2 separate regions of the Mus musculus genome follow, and region 2 is linked to region 1. Evidence: chromatin contacts called from public HiChIP or PLAC-seq data. All regions are on one chromosome and are shown on one strand. The core of a region is the stretch at or near the end of the contact, and the rest is flanking DNA. Distances in the headings are between cores, read along the strand shown. Region 1 overlaps Tbc1d5 (TBC1 domain family, member 5). Region 2 overlaps Satb1 (special AT-rich sequence binding protein 1).

Region 1 (3,709 bases), core at 469-2,968:
TAGCATGATTTCAACAGTTCATGGATCAAACAAATAAATATCATTATCTCAACATGAGTGTAGTTAAAGCAAAAAGAATATCTTGAGTTTACTTATCCTATTTTGAAATTTAAGTTACAGTTATATGATTATTGTCATAATAACTTAGATACATATATGTTAGAAATTATTACTTGAAAATACTGGGGATTTGTATAATCATTCCAGCTAACACAAATTGAGAACATTTTTTTCTTCAAATGAGCATATTACTTCATTTTTAATTTTTCCCCTTATTGAAAATAGAATCTTTTCTCACGTAATATTTCCTGATTATGGCTTCTCTCCTTCTTCTTCTCCTAGTTCCTTCCTACCTCCCCTCTAGATCTACTCCTTTTCTGTCTCTCAAAAAGAAAGACTGGCTTCTCTGTGATCATAAGGAAATGTAATAAAACATAAAACAAAAACTAGTATATCGGAGTTGTTCAAAACCAACAGGGAAAAGAAAGAGCTCAAGGAGAGAGCACAAGAATCAGAGACCCACTCGTTCCCACACTCAGGAATCACATAGGAGCACTGAACTGGAAGCCATAATGCATGTGTACAGACCGGACTTGATACAAAAGCTTGCAGCTCTGTGCATGCTGCCTTGGTCTCTAGTCTCTGTGAGTTCATATGACCTTCGATCCTGTTGATTTAGAGAGCCTTATTTCTTGGTGTCCTGCATCTCCTCTGGCTCTTACACTTTCTATCTTCTCTTCTGAGGGATATCCTGAGCGCTGAGTGGAGAGATTTGATTGAGACATTCCACGGGGCTGAGTGTTCCAAGGTCTCTCACTCTCCGTGCCACCATTTTCTCTTCCAGGGAGGACTCCACTGGAGATGAGAGTTTGTGCTGGGTTGGTATTTACATATGTCCTTTGGTAGTGTGCAGAGAACCTTCCTATATCAAAGACCTATAAAGTAGGGGTGAAGGTACTGTGTGGACACACCAGATCAATTTCTCCTTGTTCAATGAGGAGAACCTCCTTGTGTTTGTGTTGTCTTCAGCAATATAGCCTTGCTGTCAGTCTGCAGATCAACCACCTATTCCCTTGAAGACAACCTGAGTTGTTTGCGGATTTCCATGGGACCCCTTTGGCCAACAACACAGTTAGATGTAATTCTGCCCCAGTACTGATAACTTCATTTAGTGACAATAGAAGAGCCAAACTACTTTGTGTTACTTATTTTACGAAGTTGCTTACCAAGTAATAATAGTAAAAATAATAATAATAATAATAATACGTAAATTTCACACATTTGTAGCTACAAGAATTGGTGAGTTGATGTTAAAGATATAAACTAGAGTATATTGTAAATTATTGTATAACATTGATTGTTATACTGTATATTTGTGTATAATTCATATACATATTTAAATTATATAAGCTGAGTTAAAATCGCCATGTCCCTTTGTATACTAGGTTTTGAAATACCTTTAAAATCGAAATTATATTCTGAAAATTGTCTTACGCTGTTAAATTACTTTTCAAACAAAAGGAAATTTAGTATTCTAAAACACAATTGAGTATTTGTGTTATATTAACACTTAAAGCCTTTTTGTGTGTGTGCATGCAGGGTATGTGTGTGTGTTTCTATCTGTCTATGTGAGTGAAAATCAGTCTGTACAGTCTTGTTGCACTTATTGTTGGTTGTTTGACAGCTTGATTCCCAAATTACGAGGACACCTAAAAACATATTAAACTCTCTTGCACCCTCTGTTGATATTTTAGAGGAACACTACACATACGTTCCAAGATTATATTGTCATTGCACTTACTTCCTTCCCTTTGAAATTAATGCTTACTTTACTACATTTAAAAGCAAATTAGTAATAGAATGACATTTGCTTGTAGTTTTTATTTGGGGTTTTCTCATCTTTAGATGCGCTCTTAGCATGTCACAGTTTAAATGAAGGATGAGTTTCTGTTGTCTGTCTGTTTTCTCCTGGTTATCAGTGGTAACGCCTCCAAATGTCTCACATTAATAAAGATTCCTACAGTACATAGCATCCTTTATGTACAGTTTTCTAGGAATACAAACTCTGGTGTGTGTGTGTGTGTGTGTGTGTGTGTGTGTGTGTGTGTGTGTGTGTGTAAACCTTTCAACAGTCGTTTACTCCAGAATAAGAATTTAAAACATCTATACTAAAATTGAGAACTTGTTCCTGTCATAAACATTTGCTGTAATAATTTCAACTGTAGGCTTGAAAGGACAAAGCTGTTTTTCCCACTTCAAAACTTTATTGACTTTTCCCTGTGTAACAAATTCTGAAAATTTTCACAGATATTGCTAGTGAAACAGTTTCACTCCTTATGTGGTATATTTTTGAGAAGGAAAATCTGCTTTTTTGTTTCCTTATTACAGTCTTTTGCACCTTGGAAATTACAGTTAATGTGGCATTTTCTCAGGTGACAATTACAAACTATGGAAAATATACAAAATGTGTGCAACATCTTATAATAAAATATGGCTATTGAGAAAAGCGCTAGACATGGTATTGTGGTGACTAAACCTAGCAGAGGAAGGCGTCTCATCTGCATAGCCAGTTTTAGGTCCTCTGAGCTCTACAGTGAGACACTCAAAAATAAACCAACAAACAAAGCAAATAAAATCCCCACAGCTTTTCTTATTTGAATGATTTTTAAATACTTGTTCTTATGGAATCCAGCTGAAATGAGCAAGAGTTATGTAGGTGAGATTTACCTCACTAATTGCAATCTTTAGTCCTAAAGATGAGGAAGCATCTGATGTCAGGGTATAGCAGTAATGCTTGCTCTGTGCTGGTGCTGGAATGACACACACGAAGTGTCTGCAAGCTTTTAAAGAGCATGGAATACAGGAAAATTAGGTTTAGTGACTGAGATACTATTTCTTTTATCATTTCAGATTATGATAATCCTACTAATTTTAATTGAAATAAGATATTATATGTGTAATCTCACCCTTGTTGTAAAAGAATTAGCTTACACACAACTATAATAATCATAAACATTTGCTTTTATTTTGTAAATAATTTGTCATCCTTTTTTTTAAAAATCCAGTTATCAGTGAGTGCATACCATGTGTGTTCCTTTGTGACTGAGTTATCTCACTCAGGATTTTCTAGATCCATCCATTTGCCTGTGAATTTCATGAAGTCATTGTTTTTAATAGCTGAGTAGTATTCCATTATGTAAATATACCACATTTTCTGCATCCATTCCTCTGTTGAAGGATATCTGGATTCTTTTCAGATTCTGGATACTATAAATAAGGCTGCTATGTACATTGTAGAGCATGTAAAAAGTCTTTAATTTCTTTATTTCTTCCTTGACCAAGTTATCTTTGAATAGAGCGTTGTTCAGCTTCCTTGTGTATGTGGGCTTTCTGTTGTTTCTATTGGTATCTCCAGGGGGTCTCCCTTTGTGGGGTTCCTTATTGCTTCTATTTCCATTTTTATATCCTGGATAGTTTTGTTCAATTCCTTCACCTGTTGGTTGTGTTTTCCTGTAATACTTTAAGGGATTTTTGAGTTTCCTCTTTAAGGGCTTCTAGCTGTTTATCTGTGTTCTCCTGTATTTCTTTAAGGGAGTTATTTAAAACCTTCTTAAAGTCCTCTATCATCATCATGAGATGTGATTTTAAATCAGAGTCTTGCTTTTCTGGTGTGTTGCGTCATCCAGGGCTCACTGTGGTGGGAGAACTG
Region 2 (3,709 bases), core at 612-3,111, 790 kb before region 1:
CTTCCCAGACTAAACCTTAATCCCCCCAAGACTGTCACATACAATGTTGAACAGGAAGCCTACCATTTCTGAAAAGTTAAGGTGAAATTTATATAATGACTTGTTTAAAGGAATCCTCCCTTTCTGAATGATAGGCATATGTTATTTAATCGCTACTGAAGATAGTAGCTTTTAGCATATGCCATCCATTCAGTTCTGTCTACGTGATATCTTTTTAATGGAAATCTATGGCCAGAAGTGAACGCCAGTGCTTCAAAACTTAACAGTTTTAAATTCACCTCTCTCTGATACTGTCATTTAAAGGCTGTGATACAAGAAGATGTATTTCTTTAAAATTTTAAATAAAACCCAGAGATTAACTCTGATCCTGCACAGTGGCTTCCCCCACCTCTTTTCTCTCCTTTCTGCCTTTGGCACACTTTATTTTCCAGTAAAATAAAGAATTAAGATGGATTATTCAAAACTGATAACAGTAATGGACCATCCTGTAATGTTTTATTGAATTTGAGTTCTGTGAATTATGTGGTGGAGAGAAAGAAATTCACCTGCTTTAAGTATAACAGAAATCACTACTGTCTTCCTATCATTCTTCAGGGTAATTTAAGAAAAGTCCACTCTCCATATCACAGTTGGATAATAGGTAGAAAGGTGCCATTATCTGGTGTGACAGCTCTTGATGAGCCTACCAAGGAACACAGATGAATGCATCTCCTTACAGCTTGCTTGGCGTGAGGCCATGAGCAGGTGGAGCTTGAAAATAGTCTTTCACCTGGACACATGACCAAGAACTCACCAAACAGGCCAGTAGCCTGGAGAATATTCTGTCTTTCTCTTAGGAGGGAGGGCGGGTTCCTGAAATCTTTTTTTTTTTTTTTCCCTAAGAGCTTTGAAGTTCCACAGAGCTGATAAAATCTATTTTAATCAGTGATTATGTTCAAAGAGGAGACAAACTGGAGGCCAGACAGGCTTTTTGTTCAGATTGGCCGTCCCTTTAACTTATCTGCTGTTTTAAAGAATTTATAATGAGCCTTTGGAAGGACTGATAATATTTATTGGAGGTTTTCTTTCTTTTGCAATCAGTAATGAATTTTACTTGTAATAACTTGTGTAACTCTTTGTCGGAATGTAAAATAGAAAGGTTTAGGAATTTATCAGTAAATGTATTCTTTAATTGAAAAACATCAGGGCTCTCCGTTAGCCACTAAGTAATGACAGAGTAGAATAATTTTATGTTTTCATACATACAACACAAATCTAATTATTTGTACGATCTGACCACCCAGTGAACGCCAGATTCTTATTTCTAGTGAGAATAATATTTGTGACGTGTTGGGAACCCCCTTCATAACATGCACGTCTTTTGTTTCACTTCTTTTTAGAAACAAGATTACTGATTTTACCTAATTTAGTTCAGTGACTTTATTGAAGCACCTATGGGACACAGATTGGCTGTACTTTAATTGGGTACCTCAGCTGGTACTGTAATGTGACAGGGTGTGTGGTCTTTCCGTACTGTTTCTTTAGTATGCTAGATTGTTGGTAATGATGTCTGGATCAGTCAGTCATGAGAAATTAATACTAATGACCTTAACCTTCCCTGGCAAGACTGCACTATATCTGACCTATATCACCTGGGAAAAGGGACCACATAGACACTGAATTCATCAGCCATTCGAACTACAACTGGAACAGGACCCAGACTTTCACTCTAGTGCCTGCATCCTAACAGCTGCCATTTGCATCCAGATTATTCTACATTGCTCTTAAGTCATTTTTAAAAATTAACACTAAATCATATGATTTCTAACAATATTTTTCAGGCATTTCCACCAGGGGGCACTCCCCTCATTGAAAGCTCTGGGCCAAAAAGAAAAAAAAAAAGTTTGTGAAACAGTAGATTGTCTGAAACAGTAGATTGTCTGAAACAGTAGATTTTCTGTCTCCACTGGCTGCTATGGAGCTCCTTGAATGTCTGGGGTTGGGAACACTGTCTTGGCACACTCCAGGCAGGACACCTGCCTTCACTCAAAGCTATGGTTACATTTGGGGAAAGGGCCCCTCAGAGGCAACGCTTCTCTGCTTAAATGGGAAGGTTTGCTGACTTCAGATTCTCACCCAAGTGGTGATGTCTTCTGGCTGAGCCACACCCCTGGTGAGTCTTCTGTTAACAAGACTTGAAGGAAAATGTTTCTGTGTTCTGTTTTGTTTTTTCTGACAGGTTTGGCTTACTCACTATACTTCTGCTGTGGAATATTCTTAATAGACATATATAAAATATTACTTTGTCATTTTGAGATTGTTAGATGTCTAATATCAAGTGCTCTGATGTACAAAAAAAATTAAATATTATACCCTAAATATTTATAGGGTATCTTTTGCCCTGATTTGTTTTCTAATTTACTGACTAGTTAGTAACACTGTGCAGATTGGCATTTCACAGAGCAAAGCCACTACTGAGTGCCTTGGCTGAAAGAGCCCATGGCCTTGGTTCTTTAGTAACAGTAGTCTTAGCTGATAATGACCATTTCAATATATTCTAGTGTTCCCTTTTTCATCTCTGCAGTCTATATACACATAATTACTTTAGTACTTATCAACAACTTTTAAGCATAAGGCATTGAGTTAGACAGACAAAATTAACTATACTATTATCCTTGAGGATTTCATGACATTTTCTATATTATATGTATTCCTATGCAATTGCTATATATTGCTTTACCAGCCATGTTTTTGTCTGTTCCATGTATGTATGTATGTTTTTGAGACGAGGTCTTACTGTGTAGTCTGACTGGCCTCAAAAGCATGATCTTACAGTTTTAGCCTTCTTGGTGCTGGAACTACAGGCATGGTATCATGCCTTGTTTTCAAGTAGTTTTTGTTTGTCCGTTTTTTAAGTATGTAACATTTTGTGGGAACAGTGGCATAGACTTTCAGTGTGATGTGTCTTGTTTCTTTTTATAAGACACATCAGAAATAGTCTAATCAGTTGTCCTAGTGCAGGTTAAAGAGTGGGATGGCTGACTGCCTGTTTGAATCTGAGGTCAGTTGACAGGATGTTTGGTTGTCAGTAGACAGAGTTGCAGTTACTAGTTAGTCTCATGGCCAAAAGGACAAATGCCTCAATTCTTAAGGAACATTTCTTATGAAAGTCCAGACATAAATCCAGGCTTTGGTTGCAGTAGACCAACTGTGAGATTTATTTGTGACTAACTCAGTTCCCCAGAGCTTGGTGGACATTTCTTCCCTCCTTAAGAAGCTGCTTATAAATCAAATGATGTATTTTAAAGGGACAGTGTTCTTATCTGTAATAAGTACTGTATCAGTATATCAGGCAGCATGATGCACTGATGAGAAATTGAAAGGATCTCCAAGAGTTAAAATTTTGGGGAGTCTATTTTACCTTCTCTCACTCAAATATACATTTTTTGACCATTTCTTTAGGGTTTGGGTAGAGGTAGATTTCAAATTGTGCAAAAATCTGGATGTAATTCTACTACTATCACGATAACTGATGTAACTATACTATGATAATATGTCTAAGTAAAGAAAGCAGGCTACAGATTGACGATGACTTCTAAGTCTTATTATCCTGGAGACAGCGCAGCCTTTGCTGTTCTTGGACTTCATACTCTTCAGATACATCAGAAGGAAATCACCCATTTAAATAATAAATTCCCCCCCAAAGAAAAACAAACATATTGTAATACTG

The links. HiChIP or PLAC-seq counts read pairs in DNA pulled down with a chosen protein or histone mark.
Region 2: a contact with region 1 is called in a RAD21 HiChIP or PLAC-seq map of pro-B cells, with 43 times the contacts expected there. The contact joins two enhancer-like sites. A contact is called at or near these places in 2 of 39 promoter capture datasets (the HPC-7 cell line and hippocampal neurons), 2 of 15 datasets of contacts at CTCF or cohesin (large pre-B cells and pro-B cells), 44 of 484 Hi-C or Micro-C datasets (3T3-L1-derived adipocytes, the 63-12 cell line, B cells and 33 more) and 9 of 115 datasets of contacts at active chromatin or transcription factors (SST interneurons, acute myeloid leukemia, astrocytes and 5 more).

The regions. Positions count from the first base shown.
Region 1 is chr17:50,986,155-50,989,863 of GRCm38.p6, reverse strand. The region is part of intron 3 of Tbc1d5 (TBC1 domain family, member 5); the gene reads left to right. Among named protein-coding and RNA genes, the nearest start is that of Gm31083, 110 kb to the right of the region's middle. Within about 2 kb of position 1,718, at least 2 of the 459 cell types and tissues checked have an H3K27ac peak or open chromatin away from gene starts, as enhancers often do. A contact at or near this core is called in pro-B cells, where this site is marked.
Region 2 is chr17:51,776,218-51,779,926 of GRCm38.p6, reverse strand. All of the region lies in intron 7 of Satb1 (special AT-rich sequence binding protein 1), which reads left to right. Among named protein-coding and RNA genes, the nearest start is that of Satb1, 55 kb to the left of the region's middle. Within about 2 kb of position 1,861, at least 6 of the 459 cell types and tissues checked have an H3K27ac peak or open chromatin away from gene starts, as enhancers often do. A contact at or near this core is called in pro-B cells, where this site is marked.